Linked DNA regions of Mus musculus: region 1 is linked to region 2. A link is a contact called in public Hi-C data. All regions are on one chromosome and are shown on one strand. The core of a region is the stretch at or near the end of the contact, and the rest is flanking DNA. Distances in the headings are between cores, read along the strand shown. Region 1 overlaps A930027H12Rik (RIKEN cDNA A930027H12 gene). Region 2 overlaps Tbc1d22a (TBC1 domain family, member 22a).

What was found. Hi-C and Micro-C count contacts between places; a contact is called where the count stands out from the background.
Region 1: a Hi-C map of cerebellum shows a contact between it and region 2, with 2.7 times the contacts expected there. The contact joins two enhancer-like sites. A contact is called at or near these places in 7 of 484 Hi-C or Micro-C datasets (cerebellar granule neurons, cerebellum and embryonic stem cells) and 1 of 9 other capture datasets (pancreatic islet).

What each region holds. Positions count from the first base shown.
Region 1 is chr15:87,195,345-87,202,476 of GRCm38.p6, reverse strand. The region is part of intron 2 of A930027H12Rik (RIKEN cDNA A930027H12 gene); the gene reads right to left. Among named protein-coding and RNA genes, the nearest start is that of A930027H12Rik, 100 kb to the right of the region's middle. Within about 2 kb of position 1,951, at least 10 of the 459 cell types and tissues checked have an H3K27ac peak or open chromatin away from gene starts, as enhancers often do. A contact at or near this core is called in cerebellar granule neurons and cerebellum, where this site is marked.
Region 2 is chr15:86,229,862-86,236,983 of GRCm38.p6, reverse strand. Tbc1d22a (TBC1 domain family, member 22a) reads right to left here. Exons shown (of 13, transcript NM_145476.2): 2 at 2,198-2,254; 3 at 1,131-1,468. Among named protein-coding and RNA genes, the nearest start is that of Tbc1d22a, 19 kb to the right of the region's middle. Within about 2 kb of position 2,188, at least 39 of the 459 cell types and tissues checked have an H3K27ac peak or open chromatin away from gene starts, as enhancers often do. A contact at or near this core is called in cerebellar granule neurons and cerebellum, where this site is marked.

The DNA of each region.
Region 1 (7,132 bases), core at 702-3,201, 970 kb before region 2:
TGCTGCCCCTTGCCAGACCACACACCAACATTTCCAGGCATGGCCTTCAATCTCTTACTTTCTCTTGTGCCTACCTCTAGTTACCTTTCTCTCTGCCACGAGCCCCTTGCCATTTTATGTTGCTCCTTTTGATAATACGGAGGTCTGTGTCCTGTTGGCCTTTTTCTATGTCTGTGTTATAAGGGTAGTGGGGTCTGTCTTTTCCACTCCCCACTGTGACCACCACTCTGTACTCTGCCAGGTAAGCATTTTCACACACTCCTGAGGTAGGTGGTGAGTTAGCCTGGGAGCTGACATTTCCTCTACTCACTGATGAGGTCAGCTGTGTCCCAATGGTCTCTGAAGATGTCCTCTGCCACTGGCCAATGACCACAGCATTTGGCCCTGGGAGTGCTCAGTGCCTGAATTCCATTCAGTGGTATGAAAACAGGCACAGGAACTCAGCTGCTCACATGTAACTTTATGTGGAGACACGAAGAACTGAATCTCGCATCGCAGTTATGTGTCAGGAAACAGCAGCTTTAAAAAACACAATGAAACACAATGCCTCCCCCCCGCCCCCCACCAAGGGACAAAGACAGGGATCATCTAATACAGACCCTGCAAGATCCACTGAAGAATGGAAAGATATGAACGTTTGTACGCTCCGACTGGCTAAGTAGCTATTGGAGCTCTTCCTTGAACTGGGAGAGAGGGGATCAGAAAAATGAAGATGTATAGCCTCCACCCAGATGCCCTGCACATCTGTATTACCGTGTGCAGGCTTCAGGACAGGGCATTTGGTTAACCCTATGGCCCTGCTCTGCCAAGGGGAAGGACCCTTGGGAATGTCCCAGCACAGACACTGATGAAGAGTGCCCCATGGGGGAAGGGGGCAGGACAAGCACAGAGCAAGTCAGCGTGGCTGGCCCAGGGCTGCAGGGAGGGCACATCTTCAGCAGACAAATTCACGGGGGCGTGGAGTCTTCCCATGCAAGCTTCAGAGGAAGCCTTGTGAAGTGCCCTCTCTGTCACCACAGGCAGATGGGTGGAAGCTTCTGCTGGCAGATAGAACAGAACAGCCTAAATGACAGCGAGGGGCTCATTGACTCATGGATCTATATCAAGGTGGAGGGAGGTCTTGTGTGGAGTGCACCTGTCCTCGCCCTGTCCCTGTCCAGTGATTCTATCAATGGCTTGGATAAAGACCTAACAGGGCCGCTTGTCAAATTTGCAGATCAAAGCTCAGGGGGTGGCTAATGTGGTGGAAGAAATACTCTGGGTAAGGCAAGCCTCCTGACAAGCCAGAACAATGAGCTGCCCGAGCCTAGACAGGATTCAGCTGGGTTGAAAGCAAGGGCCTCCTCCATCACTCGCTGCCTATAGAAACCAGCATATCTCAAAAAATACCAGTCACCCGGTCTCTAAGAGCTCTGCCGCCTCTTGTTCCAGCCTGGGGACATTTTACAGGGTGACCCCATCATCCCTAGGAGGCTAGTCTGATAACAGGGACTGGCCTTGGAAAGGGGACTGGGCTTCCAACGTCTGAAGGATCACAGCCCCAGCCAACATCACGCATCTTTCCGTGGATGCTGATTGTGGAGGAATCAGACGGCAGAACAAGCGAGCATGTGTGCATGCTGATGCTGGGGAGGGGAAGCCAAGGGAGGAGGAGGCAGGCTGCTGGCCAGTTGAGAGTTGTTCTCCCATTGGACAGCTGTCCCGAGAAGAGTTTCTTCCTTCGCTTGGTCAGTCAGCTTGAGCGTTCCAGGTGAATGTGACAGGAAACTAGCTTTTGGCTAAATTTAAGCACCGTTTTTTGTTTGTTTTTTTGTTTTTGTTTTTTGTTTGTCTTTTCATTTTTCTTTTTTTCAGACAAGAGCCGCTGAATGAGACCCGCACTGTCTCCTGGGCCGTACATTCTGATGCTGGCAGAAGTGGGCATGGCCCGAGAGCCATCTGTCCAGGACCCCAAGGGATTCCTTAGTGGCAGATGGAGCCACAGCAAGCTGCTATCTAAGTCGAAGCTCTACAGATGGGAAGGCTGAGGCCTGAGGGGACAGGAAGTGCCTGAGAATAGCTAACGGAGCAGCCAAACCTGGCGGGATCCCAGGGTCTGACTCTTTGAGATTAACGGTTTTTTTGGTCCACTCTCCTAGAGGCACCGATGAGGCATGCACAAGAGACACAAAAAGACGAGTGTGCATATGCTGAGCCTGGGAAAGAGAATGGGTGAGACACAGCTACTCCCTGTGAACTGGGATTCAAGCAAGCACAGTAAGATCAACTGGTGTTGAGGGATCCCGTTCTCTGCAGAGATATAAACGAATCAATGCCCCTCTCCCGGGGCATCAACGGTAAATGAAGTACAGTTCTACCAAAGTCCAGCTTTAGGGGGTGACTTTATGGGGCTTATTTACAGAGCCTGCGTGGGCAGTTATTTAGAGTGACTCAGGACTCCACAGCAACCCCACCACTATCGCGTAGGTGAGGATTTTTCTCACAGCTGCATGGGGTGGGGTTCACCTTCAGTTAATCCTCCACACTCCATATAAGTACTCCTGAGCTCACACCAGGCCCTGTGCAATTAGGTCAAAACCAAATACAGCTAGCTGGGAGGTTCAGGAGAAAGCAGCTGGAATCTGAGATCGGGTCAGATGGCCCTGTTCACCGCCTCCTTCTGTGAGGGGACGCCAGCAGGCAACAGAGCAGATCTTGAGGTTCTCTTACAAGTGGTCACAGCTGCTCTGATGAGGGTGAAGGCTGTCTCCCTGGGTCCGGAGTATCCCTTGGGATGAACAAAGCTCGGGTACCTGGCTACCATGTCATTCGGAAGTGCAAGGTACATGGGAAATAGGTCAGTGCCTTTCTCGTGGGAATGTCTTCCATAAGACTGCACAGAGAGCAGAACTGGGTTCATGACAACCCAGCCTGAGATTGTCAGAAGCTCAGAACACCCAGAGTTCTTTTGCTAAACTCCACACTTTGATGTGTGATTCCTTCAGTTTATAAAACCGAGGGCAGGATGGCCGTTCCTCGGGAATCAACCTGTGACGACGTTCACATGTGGCATGCCACACGAGCAGTGACAGATTGCTGTGTCTGAAATCCTTCACATCCAAAACAAATCAAGTGGAGACTAAATACTTCTGAACTGAATTTTCAAGGAAAATAAACAGCCAGGGCCATGCTGAAGAGCCTTCAAGGTCAGATTGGCTGATTAGGTCCTGGTGTTTCTGAAGGGTTGGAATGGTGCAAATCCAGAGACAAATCACCGTGGATCTCAGCCCCCTTGACAGTCAGCTGTTGACCGCCTCAGGGTCTGACCTAACAACCTTGTAGCTTTCACTTGAAACCTGTGGGGCACATCAATAGCTTTCACCAACTTGTGAGCTATAGGTGCTCTGGGGCAGCATCATATAGGTGTGTTCAACCTCCCACAACAAAAGCTCCTCCTTGAAAAAGTGCATAATTTAGTTTTGAAAGAAAAAAATTAAGATTATGTTTTGAGTACCTTTGTGATGTCATGTTGGGCTACATGTGGGCTATCTTGGGCTACGTGTGTCACTGTGGGACTGAAGTTGGACAGGCCCCACAGGAAAGATTTTCTTCTTCTCTGTCAACTCCTGCTTGGTGTTTCCACGGACATGTTTGTCAAGAGCCTTGATCTGTGGGCTGTCTTTTTTTCTTCTGTCACTTTAAAGCCTTCATGAGACAGTTTCTGCACCAGAGCTCTCCTGAACACTGCATCTGTGCTCCCAGGGCCCAGCCACTCACTCATAGATTTGGCTCAAGAACACGTTTTATCTTCTTCTCTTTGAGGCAGGAGCTGTGTGGTGCCAACATGATCCCTCAATATACTAAAGCAGCGTGCCCTGCTGGCCTAAGCATGGCTGTTCCTCAGGTCTCACACACACACACACACTGATAAAAACTAGTAACAACAGAAGTAACAAAAAAAAAAAAAAACACATGCAAAGAAATGTGGGACCTCATACCCACCCCTTTACACACTCGAGGAAGTAATTGTTGCCACCTCAGTGCGGGTCCCTCCCTCTCTTCACATATTAACACCCTTGCTTTATTTCTTAATGAGGTGGGATCCGAAGCAGGCAAGCCTGGTGTGACTGCGGGCTGACAAGGAGACACTGGGTGCTGGCTCCTATTTAGAGATGGTCCCTAAGGTCCTATCATTCCGTTTAAAAAATGGTCCCTAAGGACTTGTTCTGTTTTCTAACTCCAGATGCAGTGTGACCAGCAGCCTCAAGCTCCTTTCTGGATGTCCTGGTCATGATGGACTGTACCTCAAACTGTAAACCCAAATAAACTCTTTTTCTCTTAAAAACAAACAAACAAAAACAAGCAAACAAACAACAACAACAACAAAAACCAAGACAAAAACCAATGAGAATTTCAAACACATGAGGCTACGTGTACACAGGTGTTTCTCCAGGACACACTTGGCTCCCTTAGGAACACCTCAGAGGCTCTGTTTCCCTAAGCTTGGACACACCTGGCTTAGAACCCCGACTTCAACAGGAGCACCAGGGGTCTGCAAGACCTAGGAGATCACCACTGGCAAGGCTCAGGCAGGTGTATATGGCTAGCAGAGGAACCACCTTCACACAGTGAAGCTGACGGCAGGAAGAGGATGCCCTGAACACAGACTTAGATGTCTTAGGAGCAGTGTCCACCTTTGCCCCTGTCTGTAGGTCAGGCTGAAGTCTCAGGTCCCCTGTTCCCAAGCTCTGCCGAGGTCAGCAAGGAGAGGGCTGCTTGGCCTAGTGGCCGCTTACAGAGCTCTCCACCCTCCACGTATGCCCCAGTGGCTTTGGGAAGGAAATGCTGGGATGCTCCACCCTGCTTTTATACACAAAGAAGTGAAAGAAAATTCATGCTAGCTGCAGGCAGCTACCCTGAAACAGTGAGTGGTCATGGGAGACACAGCCTGAGAAAGCAGATCTGTGGTGGTCATTCTCTGAAGTTTCTGGGCCTGAATACATGGCTGCTCACTGTGGGACCAAGTCTGCATTCTCCCAGATGAGTCTGTAATAGGAATGGCCTTTCTGCCCTGAAAAGCCACCTGTACAGTGTCCCACACCTTCGCCTCAACCCTAAGGCAGAACATAAGAGGAAAGGTCATAAGAGGAAAGAGCCAGCACAAATGTCTAACCTGTCTCTGTTGTGGCCTCTCTGCACCCACCACACTGTCCAGCGATAGATCCTGTAGACAGAGCCCTGCTGTAGTTTCCAAGAGCTGCCTGCCTTTCAGGAGGCCAAGGAAAGGAATCTCTGAGCTGGAGGTTCCACCTGGGTTGGAACAGCCTGGGCTTGTGTTCCTGCTTAGACATGTTTGCTTTCACAGAGAGAGACAGAGACAGAGACAGAGACAGAGACAGAGACAGAGAGTCTTCATAACTCATAACTGGCCAGGTGCCTTCTCTACTTCACACCAGAAGAACCCAGACCTTTAAGTGTGTTCCTACGAAAGCACACATGCTCCACAGAGGCAGGCCTGCCCATGGACAGACCGGTGCCTCTCATTGGCGTGTTCCTGGTGCCAGTGAAATGACCATGCTTTGTGGTGAAGAAGAGCCCCAGCCCCACCCCACCCCACCCCTGCTCAGGCAGCCTGTTCCTCTGCATCCTGTATCCCAGCTGGAAAAACAGCCTGTAGACTTAGCAAGGCCTGAACTCGCTCTGAGAAACAGAAAATGCCACTGGTCACTTTAATTAAGCAAGGAAAGGAGGTCTGTGCTCTCGTCCTCAGCTGGACAAGTGGGCTCTGTGTGTTCTTGGTATGCTGGAGGAATGCAGCTTGCCTGCATACCTGATCCTGTCCCCTTAGGCTAAGTCCTTCTGTAAGACTAGGGGACAGATACATGGAAGGAACATTGGCTCTGTGTCCTGATAGGCTTTGTTCATTCATTACTCAGCCATGACACGAGGCCGAAGGGCACCATGGTCAGTCCTTTCAGAGGTTGGCTTGCTCAGTGTTTTACCCATATTCAATTTATAGAATGCCCCAGAGAAACTCCTCCTGCTGTGTAAAAGCTATAGGCTTCAGTGTCCCAGATCCAAGTCCCTGCTCTGTTGTTTCCTAGACACGTGATCCCTGGCAGCTGATTCAGCACACGGAGCCACATTCACATGTCTCCAAAGTGTTTCTCTGTGCTTGTTTTGTCTAGGTCAAGGGCAGTGACATTCAGGTTTGTTACTTGGAGTTTGTCTCTGGGGTGTCACTCAGTGTGGTATGGGCCCTTGTTTTCCTTTCGAAATGCTTTTTAAATGTATTGTTGGTGTCTTGGCCGTTTGATGCTAGAATATCATAATTTGAATGGTTATTTGTTTTGGTGTTCTTAATCATATTTCTGCCAGGCATGGTAACACAAGCCTTTAATTCTGATACTCAGGAGACAAAGGCAGGCAGATATCTGAGAGTTGGAAGCCAGACTGGCCTACAGAATGAATTTTAGGCCAGCCAGGGCTACATAGTGAGATCTTGTCTTAATTGTTAGACTCTATCTAGTTCCTGGGGTCGAGGGCACTTCTCTGTTCAGCCTGCAGATAGGATATGAACTCCAATTGTGCTGGGAAGTTCTGCTGGTACAGTCAACCTAACCATCGATTCCATCCCTCCCTCACTCAAAATGTGTGTCTTGTGGCACAGGCTCCCTGCCTCCCAGGCTCAGCGCTGAATGCTGAATGTGATTTTATTTCTCCGGCTCCCTGAATACCCAAGCCAGACGATTCCTGCATAAAGAACTCTTTTGTTAACCAGTGAGTGACCCTGAGGTGCATTTCACCAAGGGAAGCAAAGCCAATTTTGATTCTTCTTTTCCCCATTCATCATTTAGAAATGAATGATCGATCACCCAGGTGACTGTGGGTGGGGGATTTGCTTCATCTTGCTTTAGCTTGTCCTTTAGGAAGTGACAAATGTCTCTCAATCCATTCTAGTCATCTTGTTTGATGCCCAATTTGTCTCCTGGATCCATGTCTAAACAGTGACTGTGGGTGGCTTCTTCACTCTGCAATCTTGCAACATCTTTGGCTTTACCTTGCAGGCCCTCAACACAGGACTCAGGAGTTTTGCTCCAAGAGGCCGTGGTTATTTTGGGTGAAACTGTTTAGAGACCAAAATCTAAGTTTT
Region 2 (7,122 bases), core at 939-3,438:
CCACCCCAAGCCACCTCTCCTGAGCAGCTAGGGGTCTTCTTGGTACTACATTTGTAAAGGAAGAACAACACAACTCCCTCCTAGAAGCCTGAGGAGTTTGAAGAATTTACCATCCAAGGGGCTGGCTGTGGTATTAGCCATACAATGAGCAACAACATGCTATTATTATTAAATGCTCAAGAAAAAAAAATCTCTCCCAGATAACAAATACAGGACGCTCAGCCCAAGGTTTGCAGGACACAGCAAAGAGCTCAAAGCCCCTTCCCCAGGAACAAGACGTCCTGAGAAGTGTTTACTTGTACTGGAGAGGCTGCCACAGTGTGACACCACCAAGCTCCATCATCTCCTGGAGATGAGTCTGTTTCTGATCTGGACCTCCAAGTCAGATATCCTGTGATCCACCACTCTCAGCTCCTCCATATGGTGTGCTGAGGGCCAACACCAGCAATAGCAATGCCCTCGGTCCAGCCAGCTGTGGGCACGTGAGAAGTTGTGTCCACCACTGCATGAGCACAGGGGTGGGCAGAATCCAAGGTTCCTGTCAATCCTTGGATGCCGCCACTAGAGGGCAGCCTGCCTAGACTAAGCAGACAGGAGGTAGAAGGGAGCAATCCCCCATCAGATTCAGAGAAAGCCACCTTCCCCTGTAAACTCGGACTTCCAAATTTGCTACAAATCAAATAAAACCAGCTTCTCACCTGAAGACATGGTAAGGCTTTAGCCCATCAACTCTCAGAAGGCGGTTCTGAAAATGAGGCTATGTAAAAGCCCCTTTCTGAATCTAGCAGGGTGGCCTTAGACTACTATGGATCTGTTTTTCATCTGTAAATGAGAGCACCCTTACCCAGGGGAGGCATGCGTGGGCACTCCTGGCTCCTTTCTGAAGAAGCCTAGGATCTCCCATCGCCTGTGCTCCCCAGTGGCCCTCTTCTTGGGCCCCCACACCAGCCACAAGCCTGGTCCCCAAATAAAGAAAAGACCATCTGGAGCCCACGGGCCTGGGAGGGCCACATCCGCATGAAAGATGGCCGTACAGGCTCTCAAGGCCCAGAGTCCTGGTGCAAACAGGCACACAGCCCTCTTTATTCCAATCCAATCCTTCCTTGGCTCTATTGTCCCTTCATCCCTACCTGAAGGACAAGGAGTGTGGCTCTCACTGACAGACTTCACCAGGCGAAGGTCACCACTGGGAGGTACAGGAGGCTCTGCTATGGGCTGAGGCTCTGGCTCTGGTTCTGTCGTCTTCTGTGAAGGCTGGCTCTGCCTCTGGCTGTGATTGCGCAGGACACGATGTGCTGTCTCCATGACCACCTCAGAGTTCAGGCTCTCTGTCGCCATGGCCAGGAGCTCATCATCGTCTTCACCGGCATCCCAAGCATCACTGGTGTTGCTCTCAAACTCCTGGAAGGTGCTGACCCGCTTGGCCTTCACCGGAGTGGTGGGCACCTTGGGCGTGGACTTGAGCAAGCTACAAAGCAAAGGTGTCTTTACTGTGCACACTCAGCCAAAAAAAGAATCCCAAGGGAGAAGGTACTTCATCTAGATGAGGGTGCCAAGAAAAGCACAAAGTGTGGGCATCAAAATAGGACTTGGCACTGCACAGGCTACGTGATAGGGAGGGAGGCGTTCCAGACAAGAGCCACCAAGCAGCACAGAACTACACAGCAATGGTGCCAAGGCTAGAAAGTACATTCTCACGCTCCCTCCATCTCAGCCAAGCTCCTAAAGCAGCAGCGGACGGGTACAGAGCAAGAGGACCTTGCAGAAAACGGGGCCTTGGCATACACACTCGGAGACAGAATAGTTCAAAGGACGTCCCTCCAAGCTTGACAACAACACATGGCATAGGCCCCAGTAGAAGTCTAGAAATATGACAGACAGGTGCAGCCCTGCAGGGCCACACCAGCACTGGGCTAGGCCCAATACTCAGAAGAGCCACCACCAGGACAGAGAGAGTGCAGGACCGAGGAAGGGTTCAGGTGCGGTGTAAGGACAGTCTGGAGCCACGCTGCCCTCAAGCCAGGAGTGCCAGCTCTCTGCAGCCCCACATCCCACTGCCCAGCTACAGGGGGAACTACTCTCGGACAGTAGTGTCTCACAAAGCAAGTGGCTAGGCCATCTGCTGACTGAGAGAACATTTCCCCTCCCTCTGAACCTCCAATGAGCTGGCAGAAGCAGGTCACCAACTGCCACTTACGTGCCATGTAACAGCGGATCAAACGGTGGGTGCTGGGCTCCATACACATGCTGGATGCTAGGAGAACAGGAAACAAAACGTTAGGGTTTTTGGTTTTTTGGTTTTTCGGGTTTTTTAGCTCTGCTGAAAGCCCAATGGTGAATCAAGAAAACTGCCAGCTCCTCAGCCCCACGCCAGGAAGAGCCACACCCATCAGCAGCTGCATGTCAGCCACCGGGGCTACGGCGCCCACAGGCCCACACACCCCACGATGCTCTGGACCATCAGGGAGCCCCAGGAGTCCTCAGACCACTGGGAACACCGGGTTCCTGAGCCACTGCTCACAAATGTGTTTCACAAGCACGACACAACCTCACAAGGTAACCTCACTGGGAATATCCACCAGATGCGCCTCTGGTTATCCAAACATAAAGAATTTTGTAAAGATGTAATCAATTTAAAAACATATGAGGGTGCGACTCTCCCACCAAAACCAGACAGGCTCAGCCAGTACCCTTGAACCTCAGCTCCTCTGAGTCAGGCATGTCCCTTTGAGGTGAGGCCAGGATATCTGTCACCTCGGCATGAGAAGTCTCAAGAATGAAGCCACCTCTGAAGGCTGGTACAGCAGGAGATAGAGTGGCCCTGTGATGGCTTCCTTGAGCTGGGGTCCAGGCAGATCACCTCCTTTCCCTTCCAGGCACAAGAGACAAAGGAATCCCTACTCATCAGAGCCACTGGCGTCAGACACCCTAACTGACATCCCACTCTGGGGTTCCGACACAAGACCCTGATGAAGGGAGAAGCGTGCAGAGAGACATAAAGAGCAATGTAGGTAAGCACATGCAGGCTTTTTTTTTTTTTTATGAAGTCCTGGGACCATGGAGGGCTCAGCTGGTAAAAGGCGCTAGTTGCCAAGCCTGACAACCTGAGTCCAATCCCTGGGTTCAATCATCTAATGGGGAAAGGAGAAAACTGATTCTCAAAGTTGTTTCCTGATCTCCATCCAAGTGCTGTGGGTGACATGTGCATATGCGCGCACACACACACAAATATGTGTAGTATTTTTAAGTGAGTTAAAAGATGTTTTTATTTTAATAGATCCCTCTCCCCAGATCCTCTCAGATCCTCCCCACCTCCCTCGCAAGAAGAAAGAAGGAAGGAAGGAAGGAAGGAAGGAAGGAAGGAAGGAAGGAAGGAAAGAAAGAAAGAAAGAAAGAAAGAAAGAAAGAAAGAAAGAAAGAAAGAAAGAAAGAAAGAAAGAAAGAAAGATCAAGACAAAACAGAAAGATAAAAAACAAAAAGTGCACAAACCAACCCAGAATACACTTTGTGTGGGCCAGGTACTCTGCAGTGTGGTTGATAAACCCAGTCAGACTCCACTGGAGAAAACAGATTGTCCCTTTCAAATAGTCTCTTGAAGAAGGGTGGGACTTTGTGTGTCCACGTCCCCTTCTCAGTGCTGGAATCTGATCTGGTTTGAACGTGTACAGGTCTTGTGCCTGCTGTCAGCCCCTGTGAACTAATGTGTGGCTCATCCTGCTGGGTTTCCTTGGGGTCATCCATCACCTCTGGCTCTGGGAATCTCTCTGCACAGATTCCCTAAGCCTTGAAGGAAGGGGTCTGATAAAGACTTCCCATTTAGAGCTAGCTGCTCCCCCTCCCTCCCTCTCCCTCTCCCTCCCTCCCCACATTGTCCAGTGTTGATTCCCATCCACAGCAAGGAAAAGCTTAGAAGGAAGTTTTCTTTAAATCCTGGGAATGGAGAGATGGACAGAGAGAGAGGGGGAACATACAGTTCTTGCAGAGGACACAAGTTCAATTCCAAGCACCCACATCAAGCATCTTAAGGCTACCTATAACTCCATCTTCAAATCCCTCTTCTGGCTTCCATGGGCACCTGCATTCATACATGCACATCCCTCCACCACCACACATATAAACATAATTAAAAGTAAAAAAAAGAAAGAAAAGTTAGGATCACTACAGCAACTCAGTGGATAAAACTGTTTGCCCCTAACCCTGACAAACTAAGTTTGTTCAATCCCCAGGACCCATATAGTGAAAGGAGAAAACAACTCCTACAAGCTGACCGCTGACCTCTACCTACATGCTGCGGCACATATATACACACACACAAGCAAATACATAAATAAAATACTTTTAATAATAAAAATAAATCTTTTTTAAAATTAAGTTCTACCTTGCTGACTCTGTGATGTGAAGTATTTCCCCAAATTATTACTTCCTTCTTCTTCAGTTTACTTAAGTCATTTGTTTACCTTCAGTTGTGTTACCTGATGTGTGAGGAGCCTACAAGTAGCATATGTAAATGTAAAAGGCCACTCTGAGGCGGAGAGTGCTCGGACTTGCCTGCAACTCCTTGTAAATCTTAATTATTTCAACATTAAACGTTGTAAACCCCACAGGAATAGAATGAGCTCTGGTTCCCTCATCTCTGGCCCGTGCCACCTCCCTGGACAGCATCACTTCTAATTTCACACTGTGCTGCCATATGGCTACAACATAATGAGTTTACCCAAGGTTGACTGTGAAACACAGAACTGATTTAAAAGTGTTTGTGGTTACAAGGATAGCAATAACACCTCTGGAGAGAAATGGCTACACAGCACTTGATAACCTCCTAAGGACAAAGTCCTGCAATGGGAATGCCCTGGGCATAAGGCACACACTTAAGGAGATTTGGCCATGCTGCCAAAGGACAGTCAAGTAGCTCCCTCTCCCGCAACAAGAGCTGGCCGATGGCCAGACCCCACTAACTGGACAGAAGCAATCTCCACGCTGGCTCTGTGCCTGAGATATTTTTTCCACTGGTACCTCTTCTTTTGTAAACTACTCATATCCTGTGTCCATCTGCTAACAAGGATTCACCTGCTTACTGATTTGCAAAGTGAGAATTCCTTCTGTGTCATTTGTGCTGTATGGCCAGCAAATAGCAGTCCCACCAAAAGATGTCCACATCTAGAACTGTGGGCGTGTTACCCTTTCCTGTACAGCCATCAGAATAGTGTGCCTATCAAAGAGAACAGTAGCCTAGTGTTAGAATGCCCTGTGGTCATTCCTATGGGAACACAGCACGCACTCACATTAAACCCAGTGCTGGTTTTCCCTTGGAAAAGAGGTATACCTGAACCTAAGAAAAGAGAGGCAGGCAGAAAATTCTAGACAGATGGGGCCTGGGAGATGTTCAGTAGTTAAGAGGACAGGAATCTGAAACCCCAGGACTCACATGTAACCCCAGATGTATAAGTGAGCATGGTAGTTCATCTGTAATTCCAACCCAGGGAGGGGGAGACAGAGGAAGCCTGGGACAGCTTGGTTAGCAGGACCAATGGCACCACACCAAACAGTTCTGGTTGACTGACACACCTTGCCTCAGTGAAAAGGTGAAGAGCAATGGAGGAAGGCTCACACTTTACGTGGGTAAGCACAGCTACATAGATTTGAAGTGGGTGGGTGCAGTTATATGGGGCATGAGGGATGGGTGCAGTTACACAGGATATAAAATAGAAGAACTAACATGCTTGCTGAACCCTGACTAGAGCTTCCACCTGACTGGCTGGATTTTCTCTCTTGTACCCCAGGCAATACTCTTTGAGTATTAGTCCCAAGAAGTGCCCGTGAGTACCCATCTCAACTGACCCATCATAACTAACCTCCTGTAGCAGTCACTGACCACAGTAAGACAAAAAAGTGAAGAGCCTTACTTCAGCCCTAACCTTCCAGTCCTTCCAGTGACTTCCAGAACATCCTGAGGCAAGAACCAAGCCCCCACAGCCCTGTGCATTACCTGCATTTTACAGAACCCAGGAGAATCAGAAATGTGCTGTTTGTCAAGGGAGAGAACAGGTATATAGTTACTCAGATCATACACAACCTAGAGTAGCCTTTCTCCAAATCTCAGGGGTGCCTGACCCTGGTGCAGTGTTCTCAAGATGAAGAGTCAAAGGGTCCAGGTTCCAATTCCAGGGCCAACACTTACTGGTTGGTAAAACTCAAAACGAGTCAACTCTCTGGTCCTTAAGTTCCTCGGCCTGGGAGAGGAAATGAGAATTTTTACAGGGTACAGTTGTGGATGTGTGGCGGAGAGGGTTTACCTGGGTGAAGCCTGGCATCCAAACAGAAGTCAAGTACACACCGTGGCCAAGACAGCCACAGTGGTAGCACTTTGTATACAGAAAGTGACCCACAGAGAGCACCTGTCACAACTGCCAATCTCTCTTGCCTCTAATACTCACAGGCTTCTTCTATTCCCAATATATTTATATTCAAAACAGTAGGCAGCTTGGCCTGCAGGGCACTATTTGCATGTCATTTTCATAAAAGTCTCTGCAGCATTATCAAAGATTTCAGGCCTTTCCCTCCCAGCAGAACAGGAAACTCATTAATTCTTCATAGGCAAACCACTTGTGTTTATTGAGTAGAAAATGTTCCAACAAAGTTCAAGCTCAGACTTAAAGGAGCCTCGTTTTTATCTTATTAAAATTGCATTTATTTGGTCTAGCATTGCTAAAGAAGAAAAACAGACTTCAGTGGAGCCACTGAAAAGGCCTGGCAAGTGGCACGCATACTTACCTCAGATAAGGAAACCTTTCTGGAAGAATACTCATAGCTGGGGGCGCGCTGCAGAGGTATGTGTGCAGGCTCTCTGACCCACTCCCCCAAAAAAGTACATAAATATGCTCTTGAAATTATTGAATAAATTATATATCTTTTAAGACTCTACAGTTATACAGCACCCTAGGGATACTTTGTGAAAGCAAGGACACGTGACATAACGCCACGTCCTGCCACAGAGACACAAAACCTCTTGTGTAAGCACATAAGGAAAGAGACTCAGCAAAGTCTGTGACACTACACAGGCAGCTAAAAAGTCTTAGCAGGGCTGGGCATCAGAGCTGCGGCCTCCTGTGTGCTGAGCCACA